Regions from separate parts of the Mus musculus genome. Here region 1 is linked to region 2. A link is a contact called in public HiChIP or PLAC-seq data. All regions are on one chromosome and are shown on one strand. The core of a region is the stretch at or near the end of the contact, and the rest is flanking DNA. Distances in the headings are between cores, read along the strand shown.

Region 1 (3,799 bases), core at 30-2,529, 220 kb before region 2:
GTGGTGGTCATGGGCACAGGAGTGCTGGGGGGCCAGGCCACCTCTGCTAGCCTCTTTACAGTCTCACTCAGCTGCCCCAACCCCTGAGCAGCCTCTACCAACTGGGCTAGGCCCAGTGCCAGGACTTGGCGCTCCTGCCGGTCCTGCTCCAGGACCCAGGTCAGTCTCTGCAGCTGGTCACCCACCTCCCTCACAGCACCTACCAGCTCCACCAAGGCAGGTGGCTCACAAGCCATGACCCTTACTGGTGGTAATGGGGACACACATGGCCCAAAAGGATCTGGGTTGTGATTAGGGGTTGGCCCTTGAGTGAGGTGGTCTGAAGCTGAGTGTAAGGTCTGGCTTCTGGGTGGTTTGAAGGCATCTGTGGGTAGTGGGTCCAAGTTTGAGGCTGGAGAGGGACTGGAGGGGCCGGACTCCGAGGCTAGAAAGAGCTCTAGGTTCTGCGTCTGGGATGCGTCTGTGGATGGGGCTTCCTCAAAGGTCAACTCTGAGTTTAGTCTAGGCTTAGTGGGAGAGGAAAGTTCTGTCTTTCGGGAGGATGGAAGGGACTCTGTAGGGGTGGCAGGGGTTGAGGAAGGGTGAGTATTGGTGGGAGGTTGAGGACTTGTGGCGGGGTGAGGGCTCCTGGGTTGCTGAGGGTTTGTGGTAGGTTGAGGGGCAATGGTGGGGTAAGAAGTTGTGTTGAGTTGAGGGATGCTGGTGGGGTGAGAGGCTGTAAACGGCTGTGTGGGGGTCCTGGTGTTCATGGGGAGGTCTGAGGAGTCAGAACTTTCTGGGATTATTTCAGGTGCTGGTGTTGTATCAGGTCCTGGAGTCAGCTCTGAGGTAGGAGAAAGCCTGCTCACTTCTGATAGCATAGAGGAGGCAGAGGTTAGCCCTTCAGGGGAGGTGGGTGTTGGGCTGCCTGAAAGCTCTGGGGAACGTGTTGGAAGCAAACTGGTATTAGGAGTGGACAAGGCAAAGGTTGCTGGGGAGGGAAGTCCTGGGGTGAGTAGAGATGGTTTGGGGGAGCTAGAGGTCCCCTCCTGCTTTGAGTCTGGGATGAGTTGTGGCCAGGAGCCAGAGGTCTGCCGTGAGCCAGAAGGCTCTGGTGAAGAGGAGGAAGCAGGAGATGAGGTGGTGGCTGAGGTGGGCAGCGGCCGGCGCTCAGGTGTTGGCTTCCTTGGTGAACCTGGAGTTGGAGAAAAGAGGGGCAGATCGGTCAGAGGTCAGTCTGCCCTATTGCCCTATCTACGTATTCCGCAAAGTCCCTTGAGGAGAAGACCAATGGGAAGGCAAAGATCTTCGTGACATCATGGGTCACCGGCAGATTTCACCAGGCCCTAGTGCCCCTCCTCCTCAACTCTTGCGAGGTCCCTGCCGCCACCTGGTGGCCTATGCGGGGAACACAGATGCCTACAAGTACAGAGTGGAGAAAGAGCCCAGGGGACCAGAAAGATGAACACGCTTTGGGATACGAGAAGACTCCTAGGAAACACCCACAGTGAGACTCTATGTGATAATTAACGTTCACTGTCAACTTGACAAGATTTGGAATCACCCAGGGGACACAGGTCTGAACATGTCTATATGGGAGTTTACAGAGAGATTTTATTGAGGAGGGAGAAACAACCATATCTATCGCTTGGGCTGGGGTTCTAAACTGAATGAAAAGAAGTGAGTTAGTCAGGCGTGGTGGCCCATGCTTTCAACCCCAGCCTTTTAGAGTCAGAGGCAGGAGGAAGTGTGTGAGTTCGAGGCTGTCTCTCTGCTTGATCTTTGAAGTAAGAAGTAGTTACCCCTAGGAGCTTGGAGCCCATCTCTGTACCCCAGGACACATACTCCCCAGGCCTCTTTGCCCATGCCTCACCTGCACGGGCCCTTGGAGCTGGAAAGGGGTGGCCGGGACTCTTGCTGGTGCTAGTGGTAACTGTGGATCCAGGCTTGGTTGTGGTGGGGGTCCCCTTGAACAGACCCCTTCCTGAAGGTGTATCCCACGTCCAGGAAGACTCATAACCTCCCTGGTCATCTGCAGATGTGTGAGGAAGAGAGTTGAGTCCTCCTTCCACTTTTTCCTGCTGCTCATTACCACAGCTCACCCGTCATTCAGCCCCTCAGCCTATGTCACCTTGTCACCGGTCAGGATGCTCTTGGCTAGTAAACGCAGAACCTGAAGAGGTTATCCCATAAAGCAAATGCGTGCATTGATTCCGTTCAAAGCAATATTGTTTTTGACACAGTCTCAGGTAGCTCACACTGAACTTGAACTCATGTAGCTGATGCTGGCCTGGAATTCCAATCTCCCTTTACATTTTAAAATGACATGTATTTATTAGTGCATGTGTGCCTTCCACCATGTGTGCTCCAACAATACTTGTCAGGTTTGTCACCAAGTATCCTATCTACTGAACTATCATGCTGTCCCAAGCAGCCTTTTTTAAGCCATAGCACACACATACACACATGCACAAACATAATACAGTTAAAATAAATAGATAAATAAATGGGTGACAATAAATAATTAACAAAAAGAAAAAACGTTCCTGAGTCTCATAAATACTTAGAATACACAAACCTTTCCAGGGTGAATCTCAGGGGAAAGACTAAAGACACGATTAAGCCCAGAGAAAGGCAACACACTCCGGGCTTTGACGAAGGAAGGGGCTGGAGCTGGAAAAGTCAAGAGGGCAGCTTCTCCCCTAGGGATCAGCCCTGCCTGATCTTAGATCAGTCAGACCCATGAAGTCTGACCTACAGAAGATCAAGAACATGAGCCACTAGATCTGTGGTGATGTTCTAGCAGCCAGAGAGATCCATGGAGGCCCTTCTTAGAGCTTAAAGCCTACCCTTGCTGAGGTGGGAGAAATAGCTTAGTGGTTAAGAGCATCTTTTGGGTTTCCAACCCACACTTCAGGCAGCTTACACCTGCCTGTAATGCCAGGTTTAGATTGGATGTCCTCTTCTGGTCTCACTGAGCTGTGTGTGTGTGTGTGTGTGTGTGTGTGTGTGTGTGTGTGTGTGTGTGTAGCTTGGCTGTTCTGGAACTTGCTATATAGACCAGGTTAGTTTCAAACTCACATAGATCCACCTCCTTTGCCTCCAGAGTTCTGGGATGAAGGGTATGCACCACCATGCCTGAACCACAAAATAAGTCCTTAAAAAGAATCTTAACCATGTGACTATGCGAGTTTTCTCCCACAGGCCTTTGGTCGCTTGAGAATTCCCTTCCTGGGAACAGTGGGTAAAGTTGCTCGCTGTACATCCTGATGACCTCAGTTAAACCCTGCCAAAACCCACATGGTGGAGTAGAAAATACAACTCGTGGAAGCTGTCCTCTGACCCCACACATAAGCCATGGCACACGCATGAATTAATTAAACAACACTTCTCTTCTTGCTCTCGTCTGCTGAAGGATAATATCACATTTCTGGAAGGATTTTCTTGGTTTCTCTTCTATAAATAATCATTACCACCTTGGGATCCTGAGCCTATGAATTGTTTCGGTAAGCAGAGTTTTCTGTTATAGGTGACGACGCGGGCCTTCTGTACGTTGGATTGGAACGCACAGTCACACAACTTGTCCCTGTGCTGTCTGGATTGGAGTCAGCTAAGTGAGTCAGAGCCCAGGCTTGTGCTTTGAGTGGCAGCACACATCATCCCAGTACAACGAGTGAATGGCATTAGGCTGGCATCATGATGCATGCCTATAATCCTACCACTCAGAGTTCAAGGCTTGCCTGAACTACACAGTGACTTCCAAGCCAGCTTAGGCTATGGTAAAAAAGAAGCTCTCGGCAGCAAACAAGAGCTGGGAGAT
Region 2 (3,780 bases), core at 1,260-3,759:
AAAAAAAAAAAAAAAATAGGTCTAAACTAATTAGGTTCCCAACACTCTGGAAGTGGAGGCAAGGAGAATTAAGAGTTCATGGTTAACCTCGCTGCATGGTAAATTTGAGGCCAGCCTGGGCTACATGAGACCATCTTTAAAAAACAAAAACAAAAACAGAAAAGCTAGGCAAGTGTAGTGGTCCAACACCTTTAATTCCAGCACTCAGGGGCAGAGGTAGGTAGGTGGATCTCCGAGTTCTGGGTTAGCACATAGAGAAAGAGGAGGTGGGTGCTGATGGGGAAAGGGAAAGGATTTAGACTCCTGACTCCTCAGCTGAAGATGGAGATATGACGTAAGCGTGAGGGTACGAGAAGGGAGCAAGGGCTCGAAGGGGGATGGCAGCTGGCTTTGGTGATTATTGTCAATTATTGCTTTGCTGACTTTGCCCGTGCCATGGCATGAGTGTAGGGCTCAGTTCACCAGCTCTCTCTATCGTGCGTGTCCCAGAGATGAAAATCGGGACTCAAGTCCGCCCTCCCGCCTCGCAGCAGGTATCCTGTCTATTGCTGTCTTACTGGCCATTCTTTATAATTTGGTTTTTGAGACAGGGTTTCTAGGTTTAGCCCTGGCTGTTACAATGTAGCCCTGGCTGTCCTTGCCATGTAGACAAGGCTGGCTGCCTCAAACTTAAGAGTTCTGCCTGTCTCTGCCTCCTGAGTGCTGGGATTAAAGGAGTGTGCCACCAGTGGCCGGCTTGACACTAATTATTATTATTTTTTAAAGATTTATTTATTTATTTATTTATTTATTATATGTAAAGTACACTGTAGCTGTCTTCAGACGCACCAGAAGAGGGCATCGGATCTCATTACGGGTGGTTGTGAGCCACCATGTGGTTGCTGGGATTTGAACTTCCGACCTTCGGAAGAGCAGTCGGGTGCTCTTACCCACTGAGCCATCTCACCAGCCATTAATTATTTTTATCATTACCATTATTATTTCATTGGGGGAGGGCATGTAGCACCATGTGAGTGCACGCATACAAGTTAGGGCTAGAGGAGATGTCAGATGGTTTCTTTACCTTCTCCCTGTTCCCTCAGGTCTCCTCATCCGAAGGGATGCTTGTTGTCTTTTAGGCTAGGCTGGCTCTTGGGAATCTGTCTTTGACTTTGTTGCTGCAACAGTGGTGTGCACAAACAGGCCTGCTTGTGTGGTGGGTACTGGGTATTCAAATCCAGATGTTCAGGTTTCCAGAACAAGTGCTGTTATCCACTGAGCTGTCTCTCTAGGCCCTAATCCCAGCACTAGGAAGGCCGGGGTAGGAGAATCTTGCATCCGAGGTCAATCTAGGCTATGTACTAAGATCCATCCTGTCTCAGAAAACAAAGATAGAAAGTCTAAGAAGCTGCTTGTGGGGGTAGAGATTGCAGATGGGGATCTTATAACCACTATCACCTTCCCCACTCACACCCTGCCCATTGTGGGAATTTTTAAAAAAGATTTATTTATTTATTTTATGTATATGAGTACACTGTAGCTATACAGATGGTTGTAAGCCTTCATGTGGTTGTTCAGAATTGAATTTTTTTAGGACCTCTGCTCGCTCTGGTCAATCCTGCTCGCTCAGGGCCAATTATTATACATAAGTACACTCTAGCTGTCTTCAGACACCCCAGAAGAGGGTGTCAGATATCATTACAGGTGGTTGTGAGCCACCATGTGGTTGCTAGGATTTGAACTCAGGACCTCTGGAAGAACAGTCAGTGCTCTTAACCGCTGAGCCATCTCACCAGCCTGGGGAACTCTTGTTAGAACAGAAAAAGAAAGGGTGAGGGGAAGGGAAGAGAAGAGGAGCGTGTGGGGTGGGATCATCAAGATCCCACATCAAGCAACCCAAAAGACTGAACCCAGAAGGCACAATCCCAGAATGGACAAGCAGCCTACAGCTCTTCAGGAGACAGGACGGGAACATCACCAACTCCAGGTCAGCAGGGGCTATAGAAGACTCCAGAAAAGAGACCTGCATTTGCAGGTAGGTAATGGTGGCTGGACTCCAGAAGTGACATGTATGTATGCATTCAGGGAGCTGTATGTAGTTTGTGGGGAGGATAAAGTACCGGGGGATTTGGACGTTGAACCCACAAAACTGTAGGAAGGAAGTTAGGGGCTCCCTGAAGCAAGAGTGTCCCTTTTACGAATCTGAGACAGGAAGTAGTTGTTTGGGTAGATTACAGACGATGACTACTGATTAGACCCAAAGCTGAATATCTCATACACACTCAGCCTGGACTTTGCCTCTTCCGGAATTCGGAGGCCTGCCTTCTTTTGCCACACCTGGAATCACCTGGTACTGCCACTCAGATCTAAATGTATTAAGGAAATGGAGAGAATTTGAGGGAACTTGGAAAGGTGAGGGCCCTAAGGGAACCCGGAGCCTGGGAGCTGGCAGTGAAGAGCCAGGAAAACAGACCAACAACAGTTGATTGGGTCTGAAGAAGATAGGGAAAAGAGCCCCGAGCAAGGCCAGGCTTCCAGCCAGTGGGACCACAAAAGCAGGTGGGCCGTCTTCAGCACCACACACCTAAAGACTGCTTGGAGATCCAGCTTCTTCACTTCCACTGCAGAGCGCAGCAATGTGGAATTACCTGTCCTTGCTGCCTGTCATCTTATTTCTGTGGGCTATAGCTGGCATCTGGATTGTGTAAGTAGCAGAGGCCCTAAAGGATGCTTGGGTCTGAGGGAGGAAGATTGGGGTCTGGACTTTTGGGTCTGAAGGAGGGCTAGATTCCTGGGTCTGAGGGAGGAGGGCTGGGGACAGGACTCCAGGTCTGAGGGAGGAGGGCTGGGGACTGGACTCCAGGTCTGAGGGAGGAGGGCTGGGGACTGGACTCCAGGTCTGAGGGAGGAGAGCTAATGTTTGGATTTTTGGGTCTGAGGGAAGACAGCTGGTTTTTGGATGGCTTCTTGTGACACAGGATAGAGGCCAGAAGTCCATTAACACAGGGAAGTGTTTGGTTTAGGGAACAGAAAGGAAAGCTCTCTACAAGATCCACTTACTAACTTCCTGTATTCCTCTCGTCTCAGTTTTGCAATCGCTGTGGTTAATGGTTCTGTGGACCTCAACGAAGGCTTCCCTTTTATCAGGTTGTTATGGCTGAGGTGGTGATGGGGGAGGCAAATAGAGGGTCTTGTCTGGGAGGAGCCAAAAGATGACCCTGTTCTTCTTTTGCAGTATCTGTGGCTCTTATGCTCCTCAGAGCTGCATTTTCGGCCAAGTCCTCAATATAGGAGCTGCTCTAAGTAAGTATTTCTATACCTTTCCTTTCACTGCCAGCCCAAAGGTGCCTAAAGGGTCCCCATCTCCTCCTTCCTCAGACCAGAGCAACTGGTTTCCCTGAAAGCCAGGAGCCTTCTTCCCTCAGACCCCAAGGTTCATGCCCCAGACCTCCTTCCTCACACCCAGGAGTCTAGACCCCAATTCTCTTCTCTCAGACCCAGAGTCCATACCCCAGTCTTTCCCCCTCAGATCCAGGAATCCAGATCCCAGTCCGTCTCCCTCAAACCTCCAAGCCCGTACCTCCAAATCCCTTCTTCCCTCATCCTATGTTTAACTGGGACACCAGCATTTTCCTGTTTCAAATCTTCCCCTCCAGCTGCGAATCCTGTGATGAGTTTGCCTCTCACTTCTCTTTCCTAGCTGTTTGGATCTGCATTGTGCGTCATCACCAACTCCGGGACTGGGGCGTCAAAACCTGGCAAAACCAGCTAATTCTGTGGTCGGGGATCCTTTGTGCCCTG

Evidence for each region. HiChIP or PLAC-seq counts read pairs in DNA pulled down with a chosen protein or histone mark.
Region 1: an H3K4me3 HiChIP or PLAC-seq map of bone marrow-derived macrophages shows a contact between it and region 2, with 3 times the contacts expected there. The contact joins the enhancer-like site here to the promoter of Tmem150b in region 2. A contact is called at or near these places in 2 of 39 promoter capture datasets (liver and pre-B cells), 15 of 484 Hi-C or Micro-C datasets (the N1E-115 cell line, cortical neurons, cumulus cells and 8 more), 2 of 115 datasets of contacts at active chromatin or transcription factors (bone marrow-derived macrophages and embryonic stem cells) and 2 of 9 other capture datasets (adipose tissue and embryonic stem cells).

Annotation. Positions count from the first base shown.
Region 1 is chr7:4,940,926-4,944,724 of GRCm38.p6, reverse strand. Ssc5d (scavenger receptor cysteine rich family, 5 domains) reads right to left here. Exons shown (of 14, transcript NM_173008.3): 13 at 1,853-2,011; 14 at 1-1,174. Among named protein-coding and RNA genes, the nearest start is that of Ssc5d, 17 kb to the right of the region's middle. Within about 2 kb of position 1,279, at least 64 of the 459 cell types and tissues checked have an H3K27ac peak or open chromatin away from gene starts, as enhancers often do. A contact at or near this core is called in adipose tissue and bone marrow-derived macrophages, where this site is marked.
Region 2 is chr7:4,723,811-4,727,590 of GRCm38.p6, reverse strand. It overlaps Tmem150b (transmembrane protein 150B), which reads left to right and starts at 2,509. Exons shown (of 6, transcript NM_001142792.1): 1 at 2,509-2,683; 2 at 3,067-3,126; 3 at 3,215-3,282; 4 at 3,680-3,780. The coding sequence starts at 2,616.